3 separate regions of the Mus musculus genome follow, and all the other regions are linked to region 2. A link is a contact called in public promoter capture Hi-C data. All regions are on one chromosome and are shown on one strand. The core of a region is the stretch at or near the end of the contact, and the rest is flanking DNA. Distances in the headings are between cores, read along the strand shown. Region 1 has its middle 18 kb from the start of Gm41019. Region 2 holds the start of Mtx3 (metaxin 3). Region 3 holds the start of A630019I02Rik (RIKEN cDNA A630019I02 gene).

What was found. Promoter capture Hi-C pulls out the DNA fragments that hold promoters and counts their contacts.
Region 1: a promoter capture Hi-C map of hippocampal neurons shows a contact between it and region 2, with 2.8 times the contacts expected there. The contact joins the enhancer-like site here to the promoter of Mtx3 in region 2. A contact is called at or near these places in 8 of 39 promoter capture datasets (the 3T3-L1 cell line, the C10 cell line, hippocampal neurons and 3 more), 4 of 484 Hi-C or Micro-C datasets (brain, cerebellar granule neurons, cerebral cortex and 1 more) and 1 of 115 datasets of contacts at active chromatin or transcription factors (cardiomyocytes).
Region 3: a promoter capture Hi-C map of pre-B cells shows a contact between it and region 2, with 6 times the contacts expected there. The contact joins the promoter of A630019I02Rik here to the promoter of Mtx3 in region 2. A contact is called at or near these places in 15 of 39 promoter capture datasets (the 3T3-L1 cell line, the C10 cell line, the HPC-7 cell line and 10 more) and 1 of 115 datasets of contacts at active chromatin or transcription factors (memory CD8 T cells).

The regions. Positions count from the first base shown.
Region 1 is chr13:92,986,103-92,989,606 of GRCm38.p6, forward strand. No RefSeq gene overlaps it. Among named protein-coding and RNA genes, the nearest start is that of Gm41019, 18 kb to the right of the region's middle. Within about 2 kb of position 1,874, at least 40 of the 459 cell types and tissues checked have an H3K27ac peak or open chromatin away from gene starts, as enhancers often do. A contact at or near this core is called in brain, cerebral cortex, forebrain and 1 more, where this site is marked.
Region 2 is chr13:92,843,381-92,846,885 of GRCm38.p6, forward strand. Mtx3 (metaxin 3) reads left to right here and starts at 1,388. Exons shown (of 9, transcript NM_001162945.2): 1 at 1,388-1,487; 2 at 1,826-1,895; 3 at 2,241-2,317; 4 at 3,481-3,505. The coding sequence starts at 1,407.
Region 3 is chr13:93,093,518-93,097,092 of GRCm38.p6, forward strand. It overlaps A630019I02Rik (RIKEN cDNA A630019I02 gene), which reads left to right and starts at 1,316. Exons shown (of 4, transcript NR_046182.1): 1 at 1,316-1,646; 2 at 2,197-2,222; 3 at 2,338-2,534; 4 at 3,016-3,575. Cmya5 (cardiomyopathy associated 5) reads right to left here. Exons shown (of 13, transcript NM_023821.3): 2 at 1-3,575.

The sequences.
Region 1 (3,504 bases), core at 624-3,123, 140 kb after region 2:
GTTTAAATAAGACGGAGGAAACAGAAGTTCTTCATCAGCAACAAAAGAATCTCACAGAGGACTCAATGCTGACAGGCCCTTGGGATAGCTGATCCAGAGAGCAGTGAACCATCTTATACTGGAGAGATAGTGGAGATGGGCAGCTGGCCATCGGAATCTCTGCTCTCCCCTCCACAGGGTGGACTTGGTACCCATAATCTAAGAGCTGGGGACATAAAAACAAGTGGGCCCCTGGGGCTGGTTGGCCAGTCCTCAAAGCTTAATTGTCAAGCTCCAGGCCAGTGAGTAAGAGAACCTGTCTTAAAAAGTATTAGAAAGGTAGAAAGGTGGACTGTGCCTGTGGAATGATATTCATTCTCTCTCTCTCTCTCTCTCTCTCTCTCTCTCTCTCTCTCTCTCTCTCTCTCTTTCCCCCCTCATATGTCACCTGCACACACATATAAAATTTAATGTAATGTACAGAGGATGCCAATGAATACACATGCTATTCATGTCGTTCATTACTGTTACCTTCATGGAATTATCAGACATTATTTGAAAGTTAGTTAATTCTAGGAGACTGTTCTATGGTTATAGCCCATCTCTAAGCGACTGTGACCATTACACGTACATCAAAATGCAAAACAAACAAACCCTCATCGATTCCCTTAAGGTTTTTAGAAACCTTATTAGAACAGTCAACTAGAAACTTTACAAGCCAAAGCTGCGGAATCAGTTCTTTCTTAAGAGCAGGACAGGTGACTCAAAGCCCAATTCACCAGGTGCCTCTGCCATTCAGCTGCAGGTCCAGCTATGGCCAGCAGAGGGCAGTGTTATACACAGACTTTGCCACTTTGGACGCTCACTGTCCGTGGTTTGGGGTATTCTTTTCCGCCTTATTTTTAATCGCCTGTCTCTGAAAGAAAAGCTGTGGTATTTCAGAAGTGACTGTTTTTCCCCAGGTTCTTATCTGCTTGTGTTGCGTTTTGTTACCTTGCCTGTTTCTGCTGGCTGCAACAGGCTCGGGTGATGTGGGGAGGCATTCTAGGCTGGAAGGGTAGAAATGGGCTCTGCAATAGGTGTGCCCTGGAAAGTGGGGGCGTCCCCAAACTCCCACCTTTTCCTCGAATCTGCTTGTGCAGCCACCTACTCTCTTTGTCTTTTCTTGGGTCTCTCTTCACCTGCCTTGTTTCTGCCGCTGACTCCATCCATTTCTCTCCCACACCATAGCAAGCCTGGGGCTACAGTGACCTCCAGTGATGCCTAATTGTGCGGTGCCTGTGAACATTTTCAGAAGCTCCTGTGTGAGGCCCTGGGACCCACTGGTGAGCCCAGTAAGAAACTGTGTGGCTCTTTCCTGTCCCCTCATCTCTTCATAATGCTTCCTAAAAGAGCTGAACTCCGGCACCCCCTTCCCTGGAAAACCTCTCTGGATCTTGGACTGACGCCGGCATTCCCGGCATCCCCTCCGTGATGCTTATGACAGTGTCAGCTCCTCACCGTTGCCTGTCCCTCTCTAAAGTCTGGGAGTCAGGAACTCTTTCTTCCCTTTCCCTCTTTGCATTTATGCTGCAAGCTTCTTTTGGGACCTTGAGGACAGAAACGCGAAGAGTCTTGATGTCGGTCCTCCCAGCGTGGGGCACGCCGCCTCATCCAGTTAACTAGCAGGCAGAATCTGGGCCCAGCAAGTTGTTCTTTCCTTCCCTAAAGACTTCTATAGACAACAGCCCCTGGCCTCTGTCTCTGAAACTCCCACTCACCCTCGCATCCACTAGCCATCTGTCTCCCTCCCATATTTCTGACCTTTCAGAGAACAGATGAGTCAGACACCCTGTCTAGAGTCCACAGACATTCACTTCATCTCCAGCCTCTCCAGATCATGTGCACTGGTGACTACATCTAATTTCTCCTTGAACTGCCTGCCTTGCTCTCTCCAGTGGCCTCACCTTGCCTGTGCTTCGGCCCCACTTCCTCCTGTGGGCAGCCCAGCCTCAGTCCTCCTGTGGGCAGACTGTGTGGTCCCCAATCCTGTGGGCAGCCCAGCCTGTCCTGTTTTCAGCTCCGGGGGCTTAAGTGTTGTTTTCTCTCCTTGTGACTCAAAATGAGTGTGGACTCAGTTCTCAACATCAGAGTAGAATGACATGTTGACCATAGAGATCAGCTTAGAGGTAGACAGTGAGAGCAGCTATACCATCAGCCAACTGCAGAGTCGGTGGAATTAGGAGAGAAATTCTTCTGTTGGAGGAGCTAGAACAGAGGCATATTGTCATTTAAAAAAAGGATGATAGGAAGAGAGTAAAAATAATAATGCAAGCCTGGGCCTCCTTGGGATTTTCAATGACATGAATTTATATATTCTACCCACCCTGCCCCCCTTTTAAAAACCAATTAGAGCTCCTTTATCCAGCTTTGCCTGCACCTAGAACTGCTTCCTGTTCAGTGTGGCTGTAGGAGCTGCTGGTAATCCTGTTGTTTCCGCCTGATCGTCAGTTTGGTGTCTCCTGTAAGGGATCAGAGTGATCACTTCTGAGCCGCCGAGCTTACTGTTCTCAGCAATGCCCAGCTCCAATGGAGCGGAAGGCTGTTGCTGTGGTGTTGGAAATTACAGCAACATAAGGCAGCCGGTTATGAAAGGCCTCAAAACCAAGCAGTTCTGGACGTCCTTTCCGCAGTTCTCTCCTCGGGAGCAACCCACCTCCTTCCCACCTCTGTTGGTTTGGTGCATCTCCTAAGAGGAGGCCCGGAGCTCCTGAGCCTCCTTCCCCCCACCCTGATTAGAGTGCGCCCACTCTCAGTTGTGTCTGCTGTGCAGGTTTTATTTTAGGAATCTGCTTTTCTCTGGGTGCACTGGCACACATCTGCCAATGCCAGCATTCAGTAGGCTGAGGCAGGAGGATCTGGAGTTTGTGCCAACTTTGCAATACCAATGCCAGCCTTAGCTAAATGGTGAGACCCAGTCCAGAGAGCTCCAGACCAAACAGATAGCTCACAGGTGGGCACTGGCCTGGTATAAACAGGGCCCCGAGTTTGATGCCCAGGATTGAAGATTAAACAAACCACCCTGTTTTCGTAGTGTTCTGAGCACTTGATGATAAAGCTCTCTCAAATTATGGATTATAACTTATCTTTCTGTGTGCTAGTTTTAAAATCCAAATGATCTATTGAAAACAAGAAACCTAGGGCTGTTAGCAGCAAGGCTTACACAGGAAGTCTTCCCCTAAAGTCTAGCTTCTCGGTCTCCTGAATTGTTTACTCCTCTGTTTGGGGGGGGGGATGGGTGTTTTATTAATTAGTTTCTCTAATAAACATTTTAAACAGAGTGCTTGGATTACAGGTCCTTGGACCGCAATAGCATATCAGGAGGTAACTGCAGAGGATGCTCCCAGAATTATTTAGACAAATGGTACCATGGTCTGCCCTCCCTAGAGAAAAGCAGATATAAAATCTTAGCAACTAAGAGAGCCCTCCCCCAGCAAGTCTCAGAGGACAATGACCTGCCAGAGAGAACATTTCTGTCTTCATTAG
Region 2 (3,505 bases), core at 138-2,637:
TTCTTTCCATTTTTGAGATATACTATTTTTGAGGCAAAATATTTAAAAAAGACTTTAGGAAATCAGAACTGTAATTTTGGAGAGTTGCCCCCTTACTGTGCAGAAAAATGCCTAGAAAATGTTGCTGAATATTATTGTTACGGCAATAGGTTTCAATTGAAGGGGACCCTAGCATCTTCTTGTGATAGAGGAAAATAGAAAACCCAAAGATGTATCAAAAGGGCTGTTCCAGAAAGACTATTGTTCTGTCTATAAAAATCACACAGCTCCCAGGTCCTGATTCTGAGATCCAAACAGTATGCCCAAATCTCCACATTGCCAAGTTTTTTCTTTAATGGTTTTTCTGAGAAATTAATATTTAGTGCATGCCCATTAGGTCCAAAGACAAGACTGGCTGAATGACTTACAATGCTTAGTCTAAAATAAAAGTGCAGAGCCCTTTGCACCAAGATTATGACCTCAAGAGAGTGATAGCAGAACATGACGTGAATGAAGAGCCTTTCTAAACACAAGACCTTCTGTGTCTTCACTGGCCCCACACCTAGGAAGCCACAAAGAGCTTCTGTAGAGTGGATGGCAAAAGGCCTGTGAATATGGACAGAAGCAAAATTCAAAATTCAAGTGCATACAGGGAGCCTCAGGAAGCTGGAAGAAATTCATGATTTTGAAAAAGCTAAGTTTAACTCAAAAAAAAAAAATCTTTTTATGTGTGTGCTTTGCCTGCACGTATGCACCACGTGAAGGGCTAGTGCCGGTACAGGCCAGAAGAGGGACTCAGGTCTCAAAGAACTGGAGTAAAATGACTGTGAACACAGCGTAGGTTGGGGGAACCAAGACAAGTCTTCAAAAACTGCTCTTAACTGAGCAACCTCTCCAGCCACACTAAACTTAGTTTGGGGAGAGCCACTAGAGAGGAAAGCCATTCTGAATTAAAGGAGTGTGCACGTTGGAGTCCCCTGTTAAAAACTTAGGAACAGGGTTAATTTTGAATGAGGTTGAATCACATTAACATAAGAATGCCAACTGAAATTGAGACTGGAAAGGCAGGCAGGCAAAGGACCATCACAATGACTGAACATCGCAAACTTGTACCGACGACCTCCATGTCAGTTTAAACTACTTTTGTACAGATTTATATATACCATAGTGATGCTTTCAAGTTTTGTTGTACATTAATACTGAATGCAATAAATACTTGGAGGACTCTTAGGAGGTCTGTTTCCCTTCCGGCACAGCTCCTAGTCTGGTTGCTAAACCTTCTCTCAAAGGCCTGCTGCTGTCCTTTCTGACTCTGTCCAAAGCCCCAAGGAGTCAGTCCCAGCTCCTCGTCCCGCCCCCCTCCATTCCACGTGCTGGAGAGTGGGCGGTACGAGTACTTCCGGGTGACAGAGGTCAGCCCCGGCAAGATGGCGGCCCCCATGGAGCTCAGCTGCTGGGGAGGAGGCTGGGGTCTCCCTTCGGTCCACAGCGAGTCCTTGGTGGTGCTGGTGAGGCCGCCTCGCGGGCCAGGGCGCGGGAGGACTGGGCTGGCTAGCCGCGGGCTCCGCTGGAGACCGGCGGGCCGCTTGCAAGCGTCAGGTCCCGGCGGCCCGGCGGCGCTGTTCCTGCAGTTGGAGAAGCACACACGCGGCCCCGCAACCTCAGGCCCTGCCTCCTGCATCCGAGGTCCCCAGGAGCGGGGAGCCTGCGCGTCCCCGATGGCGGACGGGGGAGGGGCGTGGGCAGCCTCAGGCTGCCTTTGAGGGTGCATCAGTCAGAGCCGTGCTGCAGACCTTGCAAGCCTGCTCTCAGTGTCTAAAATCTCTTATTGCAAACTCTGTTTCAGGCTTATGCCAAGTTTTCTGGCGCGCCCTTGAAAATCAATATTATAGATAACACCTGGAGAGGGTCAAGAGGTACAGTATAAGCTTTCAAACGCCCCCCTCTCTGCCCTTTTCAACAGTTGCATCCCTTTCTGCATTACAGCCATATAGCCCAAGAGTACTTGGGGCGTCTTAGCTTCTTAGAATGACCTTGGCTGTGTGTTGGTTGTGTTTGGTCATTTCGAGTAAGAACTAAAGGTACAAGACAAACCTGGAAAATTGGAGAGACGAAAATGTTTTTTAGTGCTGCCCTTTGTAAAGCCCACAGAAGTTTATACCCATACTCTTCCATGTGCCAACTGGTGTAGTTTTTAAGGCATTGTAATCTTCAGAATAAATCACGGTGTTTGCTTGTGTGTAAATTGTTTTTGATTATAGGTGATGTACCAATTTTGACAACTGAAGACAGCATTGTTTCTAAGCCTGCAAAAATTCTAAACTTTCTAAGAAAACAGGTGGGTAGCTCCTTTAGAAGAAGTAGGTAGTTTTCTGCATGTTACTCATTATTATTATTATTATTATTATTATTATTGTTATTTCAGACTGGGTTACATGCTAATCTATGCTGCCACTGTGCAGCACAGACTGGCTTTAAATGCTAGAATTGTGGGTGTGACAATTACACCTGGCATCCTGTATGACTTATTTTTAGTTCACTATAAGGTGATTTTAATTTTTGGGGCAACTGGGAATGCCTGGATCTTGACAATAGAGAAACAAAGACTTGCTTACTGGTGCTGAAAGGCATGCATTTTATTTTACTGTGATCTGGAAGTTTAATGAAGTATATGTAATGTATTTATTGTGAATTTCTTGAAAAGGATATAAGATTCAATTTAGTTATTCAGACTTATTCTTGTTGATAATGTTATCACTTTAGTCCTGTTGTTACTATACATTTCATGCTAAGTGTGACACCCGAGTTCCCATCATATGGCAACTATTTTATTTGATCACTTTTGTTGTTATTGTTTGGTTTGGTTTGGTTTTATGCTGAGATTTGAATACGGGACCTTGTAGTCACTGGTAGGCAAGCGTTCTACCACTGAGTTGAATACTGAGTTTTGTATTTCTACTTTAAAAAAGCACTTATCTGATAGTTACACGCCTTATGAAAGCACGTATCTAAAGTGTGTGAAGTGTAAATATTTATGTAGTAAGTCATGATATTTAAACATAAAATGATTCCTATAAACATGACGGGTATACGTGATTTGTCAGTACTTTAAGAAAAAAATCTTGTACCATTAAAATTTGAACCGTTTCTAAATTGAGAAGTTTCCTTTTTTTATGGAAAAAAAAACATTTTAATGAACTGTATGTTTTTTTCCTTCCTTATGAAAAACAATTGCTTTTATTCATTAACTTGTACCACGTGCCATACTTTGAACAAAGGTCATTGATAAGCATGAAAGCAATAGAATGTAGTTGACAAGCTGTAAGCAACATTGGGGTTTTTTTGTGTATGGTGCATTAAGAAAGTTTTCATTGGTTAGTATTCCTCCCTCTTAATGTTAGGTTTGACATTTGTGAGGGAGAATAGGAGTTCTAACTTGTTTATCTCCCTTGTCCTAGGAATGTCCTTTGACCTCTGAGAGACTGTTTTTCTCTTTGATAGAAATATAATGCTGACTGTGAGCTCT
Region 3 (3,575 bases), core at 66-2,565, 250 kb after region 2:
TGGAGCTGAGGCAGGCACAGGAAGCTTCCTGTTTTCTTCTTGTTCTTTTCCTCTTCTCTGAAGCTCAGCGGGGCCCTTTTCTAAGATAGAAGGCCCTGGTTCCGTTCCGATGGGTTTTACTGGTTCTATACCTAAGGATCTATCTCTATCTCTACTATCAATGAGTTCTGACCCAGCAGTTGGTACTTCTGATAACTGTTTGTGCTTCTCAGGCTCTGGGGGGAGCTTTATAAGCTCTTGCTCTCCTGACAGGAAACTCCCCGGCACTGGAGAAGATGTCTCCTCTGCTTGCCTGTTCATCTCATGTCTGAGGGCCAGTAATGTTGGAGCTAAATCATCTGAAACTACATTTTCAGAATCAGGAGACCTTGTTATCTCCTCGTGTTTGTCATTTGGCACCGTGGGTTTGGATGTGGGTGACACTTGCAATGGAGGTGGCTCGTTGTCTTCTCTCTCTACCTCAACCCCTGAGTTGACAGGAAGTTTGGGTTCAGGCCTTAACACCTCTGAGGTAGACATGCTGGGCAAAGGCAAACCACTGCCTAACTCGCTCTTCCCTACTCCCTTTAAGCCTGGGTGTTCCACAGGGCTGGCAAGAGATGGATCTGTCAGGACTTCATCCCTGCCTAATTTAGTTGAATTTGAATCAAGCTTAGTTACTGGCACTGTGGTGGCAGAAGAGCTGGCTTCTGTGTCTTTCCCCATCTCTTCCATCAATGCTGGAAGTGCAGGTGGTGCAGGTGGACTGTGTTCTGCTCCCCTCTCTCTCCCCGATGAAGCCGCAGGAAGTTCCCTGGTTATTTTGGACTCCTGTTTCACTTCCGTTTTCACTGCAGATAAAACCTTAGGTCCAGAAATAGATGTTTCCTCTGGAGGTGAGTGTGGTTTTGCCACTTCAGGCTCATTCTTTGACAACATTCTCTGTTCTAGTTCAGAAGTCACAGTTGGAGCTAAATTGAGTTTGACATCCGCCTTTGGCTCATCTCCCAAGTCAGACAAAACTGAATATTTCATCCCAGACCCTGGAACATTTGGGAGCCGAGGCTCTGGTGTCTGATCCTGCGATTTGTGTGCTGTCGCTTCTTGAGAATCCAGCACAGCTTTTTCCCTTCCGACTCTGGGCAAAGCCATCTGTTCATCTGCACTTGTTAGAGTGAGAGGTGCTGTGGGCTCCTGCTCTGGCTTAAGCACACAGGTTGACTCGGGTGAAACTGAGGGCTGAGAGGTGGGCAAAACGGATGTGGTTTCTTCCTTTACCACTGATGAGAGTGCAGAAGAGGAAGCTGCTATTGTAACTGCTGGCAGACTACTCTTTGCATCTCTCTTCTCCCATCCACTGGTTGGTGGTGGTACCAAATCTTCAGCCTCAGGCTCCAAAGATGCCTGAGTTTTCTCCTGCTGTGCCAGGATGAGATATTCAGACACAGAGGTTGAAATTGTTGGAACATCTGACATAGTTTCTGCTTGGCCGGTCTTATCTGCCGAAGGTAGCAGGCTCAGATCTTCGAACACAGGCCTACAAGGGGAAGACTCCTCCCGCTCCTGCGATGGCTCAGAATGCTCAGGCACAGGCGTGACCACTGAGGACCCCGCCTCTTCTTCATCTGCCTCTGAGAAGTAGGGATAGTCTGGAGCAGACCTCCTAGGTAGTAATTCGTCTGGCTCGACCTTGTTTTGCTCTGTTTCTGCGATTCGGTATGGTGGGATTGACACCTGTGATGCTGAATCCGGAGAAAAGAGGTCAGCCTCTTCCGTGTCCTCATCAGACAGAACAGTCTGCTCAGAGGGGGACGTTAAGCACAGTGGAGAATCCCGCCCCAGCTCTCTCTTCTCTAGTTCCTGAGTCGGATAGGGTGAGAATGAGAATTCTGACGCAAATGCAGAATCAGGGGAAAGGGGCCCAATATTGTCCTCTTCCTGCCCTTGCTCTGATAGACCTGTGGGTGAGGAGGCACCCTTTAGAAGCAGAGGAGATGTGTGGCCAAGCTCTGGTGTGGAAGAGAATGAGCCCCGCTGCTGGTCTCTGCTCCCTTCTTCTGATTGGACCACTTGTTCGGATGAGATGGCCCAGGGAGGTGGGGCATGGCTTTCAGAAAGCAGCTCAGTGGTTTGTGGGGGGAGAGCGCATTCCACTGCAGAGACCTCATTGGATGAAGATAGCCCAACTCCAATGGCTTCCTTTTCTTCTTCTAACAGGGTTGCAGGATCAGAAAGGCCTCTTGGTTTGAATTGGGGCATGTCATCTATTGTTTTTTGGGGGGATTCCCGTGTTGCATTTTGTGAAACCGAGGGTTTAAATGGCAGCTTTGAATCTGATGCGAAACTTCCACTTCCTAGACTCTCATCTTCCGATAGAACTGCCTGGCTCAGTGCTGCTGGGGGAAGTAGCCCAATATCTTCTTTCTCATCTTCTGCCTGAATGATGGGCTCAGAAACACGTTGGGACTTTAATGGGAGCTTGTGGTCACCTGTTTTCAACAGCAACTCTTGCGCATGTGCTGGAACAGAATACTCAGCCGCAGATTCAGATTCTGGTGAGTGACACACGCTCTCTGAGGCCTCATCTCCAGACAGGACTGGTGAAACTGTTGAAAAGAGTGGGGACTGGATGGCAGATGTCTTCTCAGTGGTGGATGGAGAAAGAGACTGCTCAGATACAGAGGTCATAGCTGGGGAATAAGACTCACGTTCCTCGTCGTCCTCTGAAAAGACTGCAGGTTCATTGCTAGATTTCACATCAGATACAGAAACTGCCTCTACTTCCAGCTTCTCTGGTGTATGGTTCAAATCCTGTAGGACTGAATACTCAGATACAAAAGCAGAATCGGTAGAAACAGACTCGTTTTCTTCTCTTTCTTCCTCGGACAAAGTGATACGTTCAGGTGTGAATGTCATCTGTGTTGGTAGAATGGGCTCTTTTCTGTGCTCTACTTCAGGGGACAAAGGCGATGGGGAAGTCTCCTTAGAAGCTAAAGGACTTTCCGGGTAATCAAGTTCTATGATCTCTTCTTCTAGACTAGAATCTTCGGGTTCAGTGGTATCCGTGATTGGCGTAGAAGTTTCCACTCCCCTCTCTAGTTGTGCCTTTCTAAGAACCATGGGTTCAGGCGCATGCTCCTCCTCTCTGTGGACTATGGACTCAGGCTCAGGCACATGCTCCTCCTCTCTGTGAACTATGGGCTCAGGTGCATGCCCCTCATCTCTGTGGACTATGGGCTCAGGCACATGCTCCTCCTCTCTGTGGACTATGGGCTCCGGTGCATGCCCCTCATCTCTGTGGACTATGGGCTCAGGCGCATGCTCCTCCCCTCTGTGGACTATGGACTCAAGCTCAGGCACATGCTCCTCCTCTCTGTGGACTATGGGCACAGGCCCAGGCGCATGCTCCTCCTCTCTGTGGACTATGGACTCAGGCTCAGGCGCATGCTCCTCCTCTCTTTGAACTATGGACTCAGGCGCATGCTCCTCCTCTCTGTGGACTATGGATTCAGGCGCATGCTCCTCCTCTCTGTGGACTATGGGCTCAGGCGCATGCTCCTCCTCTCTGTGGACTATGGGCTCAGGCGCATGCTCCT